5 separate regions of the Mus musculus genome follow, and regions 1, 2, 3 and 5 are each linked to region 4. A link is a contact called in public HiCAR-type, HiChIP or PLAC-seq and promoter capture Hi-C data. All regions are on one chromosome and are shown on one strand. The core of a region is the stretch at or near the end of the contact, and the rest is flanking DNA. Distances in the headings are between cores, read along the strand shown. Region 1 holds the start of Calcoco2 (calcium binding and coiled-coil domain 2). Region 2 holds the start of Pip4k2b (phosphatidylinositol-5-phosphate 4-kinase, type II, beta). Region 3 overlaps Igf2bp1 (insulin-like growth factor 2 mRNA binding protein 1). Region 4 holds the start of Cbx1 (chromobox 1). Region 5 holds the start of Igf2bp1 (insulin-like growth factor 2 mRNA binding protein 1).

Region 1 (2,700 bases), core at 93-2,592, 680 kb after region 4:
CTTTTCGGAACTTAATCTTCCATAGGCAACGTGCATTTGGTATCCTCTGGGTAATTTTTGTTTGTTTTGCTTTGTTTTGAGACAGGGTTTCTCTGTACATGGCATGCGCCACCATTGCCCAGCTCCTATGGGTAATTACAAAAAAAAATAAAGGTAGCAGCCATGGTGGTGTTTCACATCTGTAATCCTTGCACCTGAAAGCCTGAGGCAGGAGGACTGCCTTGAGTTCAAAGTCATGCTTGTGATAAGAATCACACAATTCAGGCAGTGGTGGCACAGGCCTTTAATCCCAGCACTTGGGAGGCAGAGGCAGGCAGATTTCTGAGTTCGAGACCAGCTTGGTCTACAGAGTGAGTTCCAGGACAGCCAGGGCTACACAGAGAAACCCTGTCTTAAAACAAAACAAAACAAAAACATGAAAAGAAAAAGAAAGATTGAAGGGGAGGGAGACTCTGCTCATTCTGTGTCTACAGTAAAGAGACTTTTAATGAAGAAGTCACATGCCTTTTCCTTCAGGACCTGAGGATACCAGAAAGCTCTAGAGCACAAGGGCAACTTTCTCTCCATAAATTCAAAGCTGGCCCCTCATACATATAAAATGGGGATTAAAAAAAAAAAAAAAAGACTTTCTGAGTCAAGTCACAGAAGACCCAAAAAGGAGTTTAACAGATTTTCTTTCAGGACAGGAGTGAGCATTATTTTTTTAATAGACAAGGTCTCAGATAGTCCAGGCTGACTTCAAACTTGGTTGGCGACCAAATCTAACCCTGAACTGCTGACCTTGTGTTCCTGTGCTTAAAAACTGGAATTAGAGGTATCTACTACCAAGTGTGTGTGTGTGTATCAGACTAAAATGCCAGAGTCTGATCTGCAGCTATAGGACTATTAGTGACCAAAGTGTTTTGGTTTTTGGTTTTTTTGGGTTTTTTTTTTTTTTTTTTTTCTTTTTGGTTTTTTGAGACAGGGTTTCTCTGTGTAGCCCTGGCTGTCCTGGAACTCACGCTGTAGACCAGGCTGTCCTCGAACTCAGAAATCCGCCTGCCTCTGCCTCTGCCTCCAGAGTGGTAGGATTAAAAGCATGTGCCACCTCCGCTCAGCCCTAGATGAACTCTCAATGCCCTTTCAAGGATATGAGCTTTGAGCAAATTAAAATATAAACACAAACAAGAACAACAACAAAAAACCAGTTTGCCATCGGGGTGATAAAAAAGGCAAATCCAGCTCTTCAAAAAAGGCACTAAATGTCCCAGCTGTCCCGCGGCAAGGGCGGGGTTTGTGACTCAGTGGGCCGGGCCTGCCCATCCCTTCAGTCCTTAAACTCGCCCACCCGCCTTTCCCAGCGCTAGTGCTGCTGGCTGCTGTTCCTGGTGAGTACCTTAAGGGGTGCAATTGAGCCCTTGGATCCCGGAATTCAGACCTTGAGACAGGGTCTACAGGCAGGGCAGGGTGTGGGGGCTTCGGCATCACCCTAGGCCGTCTTGGAGTGCTCCGATTACCCACAGTGGGTTTGGGAGGGCGTGGGACCCCTTTCGAGTCCTGAGAAATTCTGGCTGGTTTTTCCAGAGACCAGACCTGTTGGGTTCGTCTCTGACAGGAGTCAGGGTCCTGCAGCAGTGGCCCTATGTATGGGTTCGCGGTGGTACCCAGACCCATCACCCCAGTGTGCTGAGGTTCCAAACCTAGCCTTGCTGTGTCACCCACCATGGCCTTCCAGGGCTCTGGCCACTTGTGTCCTGTAACTGTAGGTTGCTCTAGGCAGCCCAAGTGGAAAAGTTGTCAGTGCCTCAGGTGACCATGGATGGAGCTTAGAAGAATAATTTTGAGATGTTATATTATAACTTAACAGACTTTTTCTTATTTTTTTTTAAACTTTGGGGAGGACCCGTCTGTTTTTGTTGTTGTTTGTTGTTGTTGTTGTTGTTTTTAAGATTTATTATATCTAAGTACACTGTAGCTGTCTTCAGGTGCACCAGAAGAGGGCATCAGATCTTATTAGAGATGGTTGTGAGCCACCATGTGGTTGCTGGGATTTGAACTCAGGACCTTTGAAAGAACAGTTAGTGCTCTTAACCATTGAGCCATCTATCCAGCCCCAAGATGTATTTATTTATTAAGTGCACGGTATTCTGCTTGCATTTATGCCTGCAAGCCAGGAGAGGGCACTAGTCCTCAGTACAGATGGTTGTGAGCCACCCTGTGGTTGCTGGGAATTGAACTCATGACCTCTGGAAGAGCAGACAGTGCTCAACCTCTGAGCCCTTTTTCTTATTTTTTGCAAAAGAAAAAACTCATATAACAAAGGACTTCATTTACCAGGCGGTTGTTAGTTCATGCCTTTAATCTCAGCACTTGGTAGCACTTGAGAGGCAGAGGCAGAGGCAGGTGGATCTCTGTAAATTGTAGACAAAGGTCAGTTTGTCTACCTCAGGGAGTTCCAGGACATCCAGGGCTACACATTTTATACACTAGGTCTTTTCTTTTTGAAATTGTTATATTATGTGCATTGGCGTTTTGCTTGTATGCATGTATGTCTGTGAGGGTGTCATGTCCTCAAACTGGATAGATAGTTGTAAGCTGCCTTGCAGTTGCTGGAAATTAAACCTAGATCCTCTGGAAGACCTCTTAACCATTGAGCCAACTCTCCAGCCCTGTAACTATCAGGTCTTTGTAGCTTACTTATCATGCAAGATTAGGGATGCC
Region 2 (2,700 bases), core at 82-2,581, 960 kb before region 4:
ACCATCTGGCCCTCAGAGGTGCTCTTAATTCATATATTAAGCCATTTCGTTGTTCTACCAGTTCCTAATTTCTCCTAAAATATGTTTGGATTTAAGCACTAAAATTCCAGTCACTGTAATTATTGTTGTTGTTACTTTTTGAGACAGGGTTTCTCAGTATAGATAGCCCTGGCTGTCCTGGAACTCACTCTGTAGACCAGGCTGGCCTTGAACTCAGAAATCTGCCTGCCTCTGCCTCCCAAGTGCTGGGATTAAAGGCATGCGCCACCACGACCGGCTGGCACTGTAATTCTTAAAACTCAGTTTCTCCCCAGACAATATAACATTATTCATTTAATCATCTCATCCTTCTGCCCTATGTTATAGTTAATTATGGCTTTTATTTTATTACTTGGTAATAAAGGCTACATTTATTTTTGTAACTGTGTAGAGCGATCTACCACGTGCCTGGTACTGAGTCTTGATATCCCAAGTGTTGACCTGTGATTTGTGTCGGATACAGAGACCCTTCGACCAAGTGGAATTACATAATAAACCATGGGCAGTTTATTCGAGATTTCTTGGAGCAAGAATGAAAGGATTATTACAATACGCGTCTACAGATGCTAGTGGTGTCTAAACTTGACCATCGGGATAGAGGAGGCTAGGCGGCAGGTGGGTGGGCGCGCGGCCCATTCATAAAACCTAGGATTCCCGGCCTGCTCCTCTGATTGGCCCCCGGGAAAGGGGGCGTACCTTGCGGGTGGAGCGAGCCGTCGGCCCAGGGGAGTGGGAAGATCCACGCTTGGGTGGAGCGAGGGGGCGGTCCCTGGTTTTCTAGGCAGGACTTCCTTTCCCCTTTGCCGCGTTACTCCTCTGTCCCCCGGGGTGGAGATGGTATGTTCCAGCTTCTTCTCATGCCGGCCCCTCTTCCCCTCCCGAAGCGGCGGCGCTGCCGCCATTTTAGTACTTCATGTGGAGGCAAAGTCAAAGCCCGGCCTTGAGGGTGTCCGAGTAGGGAGCCCTTCTTGCCGAGTGCCTCGAGGCTGTCCATCCCCAGTCTTCCTCGTTCCCCCGCGTGAAGCCGGCTGGGTTCCCTTCAGGCCGGGAGAGGAGGAGTGGGCGGGGCAGCTGCAAGCGCCCGGGGACGGGCGGTACCATTCCGACGGGGAGGGGAGAGCCGGGATCCAGTGGGCGGTGCCGCCCGGGGGCGGGGTGAGGATCAGGCTGGCCTGCTCCCCGGGGCGGGGCGGGGCGGGGCGGGCCGGCGCAGCGAGGGCGGGGCGTGGGGCGGACGGAACCACCGGGGCGGGGTGGGGAGGTAACGGGACGGGCGCGACCATGGCTCGGTGAGGCAGCGGGGGTGGGGATCGGTTCGGGGGAGGCCTGGGGCCGCTCGCTGGTGCGCTGTCTCCGCCGCCCCCCCTTTCGCCGCCGCCGCCGCCCCGGGCATGTCGTCCAACTGCACCAGCACCACGGCGGTGGCGGTGGCGCCGCTCAGCGCCAGCAAAACCAAGACCAAGAAGAAGCATTTCGTGTGCCAGAAAGTGAAGCTATTCCGGGCCAGCGAGCCGATTCTCAGCGTCCTGATGTGGGGGGTGAACCACACGGTAACCAGCTTCCCCGTGCGCGCCCCCACTCCCTCCGGCCTCGCCACGCTCGCCCCGCGGGTGACGCCTGCAACCCTTCCGCCGAGCCACTTGCATGCCCGCCCACCCGTGCACGCTGTCCGGCCGGGCGTGCACTCCCCGTTCGCCACGCGAGGCCTGGTGTCCCCGTGCTATGCCGTCGTCGTTTCCCCTTCGCTCCAGCCCCTCTGGCTTCTTGTGTCCGTATGCTGGCTCCGTGCAACCCCGGAGCTTCCGAGGGAAGGCCTGGGTGCTGCAACGACGCTGCTTCTACCCTCAGCGTGTTTGTTGCATGGCTATTCCGCTTGTCTCTTATAGCTGGCTACCACATCATTGCTCAGTTGACAGGGCAAGTGGGACTGGCTTGCCTGAATGTTCCTGTTTGTGGTCCTTTGGGTGGTATGGCTGCTCAAAGTTTCCCATCTTCTAGGCCTCCTTACCCCTGACTGTGGACATCCTCTCTGGGTTTCCTTTTTTTCTTCTTCTTCTTCATGAAGACGTATCAACTGGAGAAGCAGAGACTTCTCCAAACCACAGACACTTGACTTGTGTTCCCATGGATGAAGGATAAGTGCGAGCACAAGGCCCGAGGGAGTGTAGACTTGGTTATGGAAATAATGTATCTTCCTCGTTCTTCTGTGATGTTTCAAAGCCATTGACTTCTCGTATGGTTTTCCAGGGTGTGATAATGGTGATTACTGTCTCAGATGAGTGGTCCTTTGGGTCCTGGGTGCTTTGGGATGGTGCAGCAGCCTCTGCCAAGAAGTTGGATGTGGCCGACGTTAGCTGGTTGGCTCTGTTTATGTGCTGTTTGTTTGGGATCTGCTCTCTTTCGGTGGCTTGCTCTCTGCCTTCTCACCGTTTCTTTGTGAGTCCCTACACTGAGAGCAAACAGAGGAAGTGAAAAGACCTGAGGTGCTGACTCCACCAGCCACAAGTTTAGAATGGGGGTGGGTGGGGGGAGGATAACGGGTCGGGTCTCCTTCGGATTTCATTCTTTAGGCTCCATGACTTTTCTGAACACTTGAAATTGTCTACAAGACCAAACAATGACCCAGGGACCCAGGGTCAGGGAGACTTCATTTTCTCTTGC
Region 3 (2,700 bases), core at 71-2,570, 810 kb after region 4:
AATGAACACAGTTCTATAAAATGGACCCGGGAGAGATACTCCTAATCCCAAGCACCCCCATGTGTGTATACGATGTGATGGGTGTATGGCGGTGTGATGGGTGTATGGCGGTGTGATGGGTGTATGGCGTTGTTCTTTTGTCTCTCTGCCTCTTTAAATCTCTCCTGGCATATTTCCCCTGCTTGGCCTCCCTGTCCTCACATCCCCAGGTGTCCTCACATCCCCAGGTGAATTTCCTGGTTAGCAGGAGTCTGTTGAGCTGCCCTCCAGGCTGGATCTCTGAGGGTCAGAGCGAGCAGAGAACAGGGGAAAGCTGTTTGCACTTAGGAACCATTTTGGCTGTTCTAACCATTGCCTTTAATGGCCACTGCTGGCGGCGCTATAGCTGCTAGAGGGTCAGGGCAGCTGGTTCTCTCTCCTTGCTGGAGCTGGGCTTGGCCCTCCCGGCACTAAGAGTGCTTAGGTGTGGTGCCCTTTTACCTATAGGACATAACCACTACTCAGCCTGGCCTTGGTAGACCCGGGTTTATTGGAGCAGGGTCAATGTAGCAGAGATGGAGGAGTGGAAGACTTTCTTTCTCTGTCATTGTGAACACATTTATTTAGATTCAGCAATGACTGTCACCGCCCCTTCCACTCTACCTCCAGGTCTCCTTTAGAATACTGTCAGGGGCTTGCTGGACTTAGCTCCCACCAGGAGAAACCCCTGGGAAGTGTGAGTTGTGCTCCCACTCATCAGGAGCTCTAAGCCAGCTCAACCTTCCTCACGCTGGGACCTTTAATACAGGTCCTAAGGTTGTGCTGACCTCCAACCACAACATTATTTTTGTTGCTACTTCGTAGCTAGTTTTGCTACAGTTATGAACCGTAATGTTCTGTCCTGATATCAGCTCCTAGGCGACCCCTGTGAAAGGGTAGGTAAGTAAGTAGGGTCTGTGGATCCCCAAAGAGTTGTAAGCCACAGATTTAGAGCCACTGTAAGCCCTCAGCACACCAGCCTAACGCAGCCAACTCTGGGCCTCTCATAGGTGGGATGAGTAAGTTATCCAAAGGGGTTGTAATGTAAGCAAGGGAATTTAGGTTACAGGTCCCAGCAGTGCCCTGTGCGGTTTGGGCCTGAAAGGAATTAGGTAGCACCAGGCTCAGTGGAAAGCCAGGCTTAGAAGACAAAGGTCCTCTTCCAGGCTATCCCCTTGGGTTTTAATCAGGGCTGGGGGCTTTGCTGAGAAGGAAGTCTGGGAGGAGCCTAGAGTGGGTTCCCAGGATGGGGTGTGTATGCCCTAGAGGGTGAGGGAGGGCTGCTGGGATGTCTTTCTTTCATTGGTTGGGTAGACCTGCCCTCCTCCCCCTCCCGCTCCTGGAACATTCCAGACATTCCAGCCAATCTGCCTGCCATTGCTTTCTGGATATGGATTAACAAACATCCTTGCAGAGATTAGATTTCACTGCTACCACCCTGCTCCTGCCATACTGAATAGAAGGCCCCAAATCAGAGTTTGGACAGGCAAGTCTTGGCCTTTGACCTGGGATTGCACTAATGGGTTCTTTCAAACTAGGCTCCTGTTCTGGGGTTGCTGTATGCCTTGTTTCTTCCTAGGCAGGCTGCCTTCATCTCCCCTCTATCCAGAAGGACTTCCTGGGGGGAGGTGTCCGGGGCTGGGCACTGTTCATTTTCTCCCAGATTCTTCACCCATCTGAACATACTCGGTGTATCTATTTGGTTAGCAAAGGTGTTTTGTGAGAAACCCTTACCAGGGAGATCCAAAGCTGCCTTTTGGCCAGTCCTTGGATCTGGTACCTGGTGGAATGGGGTCTAAGGACTCAGCAATGGGCTTGTTGGCTTCCCGTGTGTGTCTGACACAGAGCACGCCTCACGCCGCTGGACCGGGTGTTGACTTTGTGGTTCTCCTGCCAGTACTGTGGGTGCTGGGATTACAGAGGGTCGACAGGCTTATCTATCCGTGCAGTCCTGGGACTTGAGCGCAGGACTTTGTGTCTGCTAGACAAATGCTGTACTCGTGGAGTTATGTCTGTCTGTCTTCCCCTCCTCTTCTATCACTGCAACGCCACCTTCCGACTGGCCTACTGTTCTATAGACTGGCCTGTGCGTGCATCAGTCCTGCTTTAGCCTGGAATCATGGCTCAAGCCTCCAGACTCAGCTGACTGTTTCCAATCCTCACTGTATCTACTCTAACTTTGTTAGGTCAAGTTCACAAACCACCAAGGTTTTCCTTCAAACAGATCCACCTTTCCTTTAGCTTTTTATTATTTCTTTTTCAAGATAGGATTTCTCTGTATAACCTTTGCTATCCTGGGACTCATTGTGTAAACCAGGCTGGCCTCGAACTCAGAGATCTGCCTGCCCCTGCCTCTTGAGTGCTGAGTTTGAGGAGGAAGAGGTTGGGTTTGGGTCAGGGGTGACATAGCTAAAGGAGCCGGGGACACCACTGCTCCACTCTTTTAGCTATGTCATTCCCAGATTTTCCCTGCTGTAGCTTGTCAACAAGGAGTTGTCGCTCTCAGAATTTCAGACTCAGTGGATCACAGAGACCCTTCTATTTTACACTAGACCCTGCTTTGGTAGGGACTGCCTAGGACAACTAAGGCCAACACACCCACTGTTAGGGCCTTGCATTCCTTTTTGCTTGCCCCACCCCACAGCTTGATGCCAGCTCTTCTGGTAGCCCACTGAGCATACG
Region 4 (2,700 bases), core at 119-2,618:
GCTTTCGAGGGTCCCTGCCATTTCCCTAATTTGTAGCTCAGAGGGCAATTCTGTGAAGTCTGCTCGCTCTTTCCACCTTTACCTGGATCCTGAGAGGTAAACTGAGGCCCCCAGGCTTACGCACAAAGAACAGATCTCTTTCATTGGATGAGTCTTGCCTTACACGTGTTCTTCCACAGCCTCCCAACTCACACTGAAGACCCATTACAAGGCACAAAGTGGCCTTTTCACCCTTTCTTGACTCCCCTGGTGGCCAGGCAAGGCTTTAAACTCCTGATCGTCCTGTTTCCGCTCCCAAGGGCTACATGAATGCCATCAAGCCCAGCCCGAATTTATAAGGTACAGAGGATTGAATTCAGGCCTGTGCAGTGGGCTAGGCAAACATTCTACCAACTAAGTTACATCCCCAGGGACCCTTTATTTTCTTCCACATTTGACCAGTCACTCTAGACTTCTACCCTACCTATCCCAGCAACTCCACTTTTAGACAAGGTCAAGAAAATGCCTGACCCCCCACCCCCACCCCTAGACGGATTCAACAAATCTCTTCCCCGCTAGCACACCGTGAGCTGCCCAAATCCTCCTGTTCAAGTTTATTGGAAGTTACTTCTTCTTAACTCTGGCAAGAGAAACTTCTCTGATAGTGGCAACTGGACCCAATATCCTCAGGTTACTTTTTCTCTCTTTCCTCCAAGTGCTACGGGGGTTGCTTGCGATTGCCACCGTGTCCGCTTTCTCAGGTTACATTTCTAAACCTCGAGAGTACGAAGTCGTGGTCCCTGCCACGCACACCCAAAAGCACCTGTCCCCCTTATGGACGTCCCAAAGTTTTCTTTCTCCCGCCCAACTCTAGAGTCCCTCACTCGGGTCAAACGCTCTTGGTCCAGTTCTTGAAAAGCTAACCCTCCGCTGGCTCCGCTCATCGCGAACCACTCGGCTCCCGGGCTCTGGATTCGCTGCCCCGCCCTCTCCACACTCCCGCAACCCGCGAGCTCTGCGCGGGAAGCGGACCCGGCGGGCGCTGGGCCGGGGCGCGCCCCCCATTCCTCGGTCTCCGCTCTTCCGTTAGCGGCCCGCGCTGGTCCGCGGCCTCCCGCCGTTGCCGCGTCCCCTCCCCCCACACACCCCGCCTCCAGCCCGCCTCTTCACCTCGTAGCAGCGCCCGAGAGTCCGAGAGGAATCGGTGCCGCGCTACTCGCGCGTTGCGTCGGGCGGTCCGAGGGGAGTAGCGCGCCCAGAGGAGCAAAGAGCCGTGTGGCCACAAGTCGACCGTCCCGCTGAAGCGGCGTACCGCAGGCCCCGCTAACGGCCCTCCCCTCAGCCGAACAAAAGAGCCTCTCACTCTGCGCGGCCCGCCGCCTGCACTGCGCAGACGCGACGACCCGCCGCAGGGCACCTTGGGATTAAGAGTCGGCCAGAAACTACAGATCCCAAAGTACCGCGCGAATCCCGCGCCGCCCACCTCCACTTTCAAGGATTGTAGGGAGTTTTCGTAGTTTTGTTTTCTTTTTTGACTGGAAAGGCGAAGTCGACTGTTACTTAGAACATAACTCTACAGTCTAGGAAATTGATGGGTAGTGGTGGGGTTTGTTTGTTTAATAACAGGATACGCAGCCCAGGTGGCTTCGAACTCGTGGCCTTTCTTTTTGCTTCAAATGTCAAAGTGCTGGATTCCAGGCGCGTGCTGGTATTCCTTACTCAGTCTACAAAAGTAGGACACTGCAGGTTTGGAAACTAGCCCGTTGATGTTTGGTCCGTTTGCGTTTAAAAGAAAAATATTGTATTCGTCACCTGAGATTTATCAAATCACCTTCAATAATGTCCAGCAATCTTACCTATTATTGCCACCTGACTGGGGTTCCTACCTCTCAGTTTGAATCACTGCTCCATTCAGAAAGCAGTAGATTAACCGTCTAGGTAGACACCATCGACACTTTCTGAATTTGCTTTTTTTCTTTCCCCTTCCTTCCCTCTCTATTCTTGTTTTATTTTTGGTTGTTGGTTCTGTTGAGTGGACAGGGTCTCAAGGAAGTCTGATCTACCTGTTTTCACTTCCCAAATGCCGAGTATTACAAACACAGACCACCACATTCAAAGTTTTCCCTTTATTGCCCTTGCCGGTGGGTGACTTTCATGGGGATTTCTCCATCTCTGTGAACATCCTTTATCAAGTTAGTCTAAAGAAACGGAATTAAGCAAAAACCACGGCTGGGCTGTCATTCTTTAACACGGGTGCTACTCTGATTCAGGTAGGTTGCTGCTAATTGTTGAACTAGGAACTCCAGTAAGGACAGACGCTTCATATGACTCATTGTGTCCACGACACTCAGGATCCTTGGTGTTTGTTTCTAGCAAGGACAAGGTCATTTTGGTTGTTTGTTTGTTTGGTTGGTTGGTTGGTTTGTTTTTGTTTGTTTTTTTGAGACAGGGTTTCTCTCAAAACTCAGTTTGTAGACCAGGCTGGCCTCAAACTCAGAAATCGGCCTGCCTCTGCCTCGAGTGCTGGGATTAAAGTTGTGCGCCACCACGCCCGGCCACAAGGTCACGTTTTGACTCTCAGTATTTATTGGTAAAAATTCCTTGAATATGTGATTAAGTGAATAACTGAGATGTCCAACTGATAATAGAACTGATCAAACTTTCCAAGGCCAGATTCAAGCCTCTTAATCCTAGTACCCGGGATTGAGACAGGAGGATTGC
Region 5 (2,700 bases), core at 120-2,619, 780 kb after region 4:
TCCCCCACCTCACAGACGGGGTGCGACCGCCCACGTGTCGCCCCTCGCCCAGTCCGGTCTTTCCCTCGGGCTCCCGGAGCCTGAGGATCCGGAACGCGTCGGTCCTAGCGGAGGGAAGGGACCTGGGCGGATCCACTTCCCCCTCCCCACGGGGAGGGGGGAGGGCCGCAGCCCCCTCCCCCGCTGCTCGCTTCCTCAAGCGCGGAGCGGAAATTACCCCCTCCCCGCCCCGGGCTGACCTGGGGACGTGGGCGGGGCCTCTGCACCCCCTCCCCCGGCGGCCTTCCAAAATCCAGCACCCCAAAACTAAGTTCTGAGACCCACAGCCTGCGCATGGACCATCGCTCAGTGCATCGCGGGTAGAGCGGACGCAGGCGGGCGACGCCACCTGTCCGCTCCTTGCGTGGGGAGGGCGAGGGGGACCTCGGAGCTCAACCCGGTCCCTCCCTTCTGAAGCCAACCCCTCCGGTTCGGGGTCGATCGGTGGTGCGACCACCCCTCGTCGTTTTTCCCCCACCCAGTTGATCTTCGAGGATGCTCTCGAGCCGGGTCGTGCAGGCTTTCCCCCAAGGATGCTGGAGTGTTGTCATCCAGCAGCTGGACTGGGTGCAAGCCAGCTTTTCTCCAGTGGGGATCCCGAAACATGATTTCCTGCGGGTCCCTCGTTTTCAGGCGCTGTCTCTCGTGTCCCGTGTCCGCAGCTTCCCGATCCCGCGCTCTCAGGGTCCCCTGAATCAGGACCCGGGAGGCCAGCGAAGTCTAGCGGTGTAGCGGGAAAGACAGTGACCCCCTACTTAGAAACGTAGAGGAAAGGCGTCTTTCCTTTTAAATAACCGGTTCCTGCGACCCCCTCCTGAAGACCCCAGAGTCCTCAGCTTCTCTTTGTCTGTCTCGGCAGTCCCCCGCCTGTCAGTCGCTAGCAGTTTGCCGGGGTGGGGTGGGCAGCCCAGTCTCCACAAAACGAATAAAAAAATTACCGTACATTTTATTCCTAAGAACTGGGGGGATTTGGGTCGCCACCGCCCTCCCCCCGCCACCCCCCCCCCCCGTGCAGGTCGCTGTGGGGGCGGGGCGCCGCTTTAGGGGCCAGGTTCTTGCAAAGGGGGAGGGGGATAGGAGAGCTGGGGGGGGAACTCTGCTTCCACTTTCCTGGTTTACCCGTGGGGTGCGCTGAGTGCCGCCCCCAAGATTGGAGACTGTTGGGTTGGTCCGGGTTGGAGGGCCAAGGGGCCCGGTGGCGTCGGGGGTCTTTCCCTGCAGGGTGGGTGGGGGCTGTCACCACGTGGCTTCGCCTTTTTTTTTTTTCCTGCTCCATTTTTTTTTTTTTTTCAAGTCGATTTTATTTAGAGGCGGCGCCAGGGCGGCCGCGGAGAAACGTGACACACCAGCCCGCTCGCAGGGGTTTCGGACCGAAGGGAAGGAGCCGCGCCGCGTCGTCGTCAGCCTCCCCTGCACTCGGCGGGCACTTCTCCCGGGCTCACCCAAACTCTCCCGTGACCCCCGCGTGCCCTCAGGCCGCCCACCCGCCCGGAGCTCCGGACAACTTCAGGGGTGGGGTGCGTAGAAAGTTTGCGGCTCCCGCCGCCCGTCTCCACGCCTCTCGGCCTAGGAGGCTCTCCGCCCGCGCCCGCCCGGCTCGGCCTTGCCTGGAACCGTGTCCTTGCCCCGCCACCGCCACCATGAACAAGCTTTACATCGGCAACCTCAACGAGAGTGTGACCCCCGCAGACTTGGAGAAAGTATTCGCGGAGCACAAGATCTCCTACAGCGGCCAGTTCTTGGTCAAATCCGGCTACGCCTTCGTGGATTGCCCCGACGAGCACTGGGCGATGAAGGCCATCGAAACTTTCTCGGGTAAGAGCGCGGCCACCTCCCCGGAAAACACACACACACACACACACACACACACACACACGAAATCCCGGAACAACGGGGACCTGCAGCTCCTCTTTTCCTTGCCGGCCAACTCTTCCCGGGTCCGGGAGGGCTCGGCCTCCGTCTTCGGTCCCCAGCCTCGCCCGGCCTCCCTCGACGCCTTCTCCCGGCGCGGAGATATTCGGGATTTCCTCACCCCTTCCCCCAGCCCGAGGCGCTCGTGGCGGCTCCCTACACCCCTCCCCACCGACGGGGCGGGAGCCCCGGTTGGCAACTGGTGGGGGTGGGGGTGGGGGTGTCTCACGAACACTGGGGTTCGGGTATAGGCGTGGTTTCCCCGATTCCCCCCCGCCCCTAGTCAGCCCCCCATGCGCTAGAGCACCCCCAAAGCCCCTGCCCTCCGTCCCGGGCCTTTCCAGGATGGGGGTTCGCGCACCTCAGCTCTTCCCGCTTTAACTAGGGACTAAGCCCTGAGGCAGGACGTGGGAGGAAGGGGCTCCCGCCTCCCGCCCAAGGCCTGGGGCTTGAGCCATTTTGATTTGAAAGTGGGGCGTGAGCCGGGTGGCGCGGCGGCGGTGGCGGTGGCGGCGGCGGGTCGCCATGCTGCTTCCCGAGACGCCGAGGCTGGGCCGAGAGGCGCGCGGCTACCGCGAGGGACCCTCCGCCCCGGGCCGCGCCGCCCCGGGGGCCCTCCGCTAGCCCTGTGGCCCCGACCCGGCCTGGTCGCCTAAGCCCTTCACCGTGGCTCTGCTGGAAAATAAAGTTTTAATTCTCTACTCCCGCCCCACTTCGCGAAACGATCCTGCTTTCGCCTGTCTCCTTCCT

What was found. HiCAR-type assays count read pairs that join an accessible place to other places. HiChIP or PLAC-seq counts read pairs in DNA pulled down with a chosen protein or histone mark. Capture Hi-C pulls out chosen DNA fragments and counts their contacts.
Region 1: an H3K27ac HiChIP or PLAC-seq map of embryonic stem cells shows a contact between it and region 4, with 5 read pairs. The contact joins the promoter of Calcoco2 here to the promoter of Cbx1 in region 4. A contact is called at or near these places in 1 of 39 promoter capture datasets (embryonic stem cells) and 4 of 115 datasets of contacts at active chromatin or transcription factors (embryonic stem cells and neural tube).
Region 2: a promoter capture Hi-C map of liver shows a contact between it and region 4. The contact joins the promoter of Pip4k2b here to the promoter of Cbx1 in region 4. A contact is called at or near these places in 1 of 39 promoter capture datasets (cranial neural crest) and 1 of 9 other capture datasets (liver).
Region 3: a HiCAR-type map of embryonic stem cells shows a contact between it and region 4, with 3 times the contacts expected there. The contact joins the enhancer-like site here to the promoter of Cbx1 in region 4. A contact is called at or near these places in 1 of 39 promoter capture datasets (embryonic stem cells) and 3 of 115 datasets of contacts at active chromatin or transcription factors (embryonic stem cells and neural tube).
Region 5: a contact with region 4 is called in an H3K4me3 HiChIP or PLAC-seq map of embryonic stem cells, with 9 read pairs. The contact joins the promoter of Igf2bp1 here to the promoter of Cbx1 in region 4. A contact is called at or near these places in 4 of 39 promoter capture datasets (the 3T3-L1 cell line, embryonic stem cells and hippocampal neurons), 2 of 484 Hi-C or Micro-C datasets (both in embryonic stem cells), 4 of 115 datasets of contacts at active chromatin or transcription factors (embryonic midbrain, embryonic stem cells and neural tube) and 2 of 9 other capture datasets (adipose tissue and macrophages).

What each region holds. Positions count from the first base shown.
Region 1 is chr11:96,110,604-96,113,303 of GRCm38.p6, reverse strand. It overlaps Calcoco2 (calcium binding and coiled-coil domain 2), which reads left to right and starts at 1,342. Exons shown (of 6, transcript NM_001271018.1): 1 at 1,342-1,367.
Region 2 is chr11:97,743,335-97,746,034 of GRCm38.p6, reverse strand. It overlaps Pip4k2b (phosphatidylinositol-5-phosphate 4-kinase, type II, beta), which reads left to right and starts at 1,331. Exons shown (of 10, transcript NM_054051.1): 1 at 1,331-1,589. The coding sequence starts at 1,431. It overlaps Cwc25 (CWC25 spliceosome-associated protein), which reads left to right. Exons shown (of 10, transcript NM_026186.4): 10 at 1-565. It overlaps Mir8102 (microRNA 8102), which reads right to left and starts at 1,138; the gene lies at 1,000-1,138.
Region 3 is chr11:95,981,306-95,984,005 of GRCm38.p6, reverse strand. The region is part of intron 2 of Igf2bp1 (insulin-like growth factor 2 mRNA binding protein 1); the gene reads left to right. Among named protein-coding and RNA genes, the nearest start is that of Mir3063, 19 kb to the right of the region's middle. Within about 2 kb of position 1,320, at least 105 of the 459 cell types and tissues checked have an H3K27ac peak or open chromatin away from gene starts, as enhancers often do. A contact at or near this core is called in embryonic stem cells, where this site is marked.
Region 4 is chr11:96,787,803-96,790,502 of GRCm38.p6, reverse strand. Cbx1 (chromobox 1) reads right to left here and starts at 1,368. Exons shown (of 5, transcript NM_001362560.1): 1 at 1,150-1,368.
Region 5 is chr11:96,004,613-96,007,312 of GRCm38.p6, reverse strand. Igf2bp1 (insulin-like growth factor 2 mRNA binding protein 1) reads left to right here and starts at 1,369. Exons shown (of 15, transcript NM_009951.4): 1 at 1,369-1,854. The coding sequence starts at 1,680.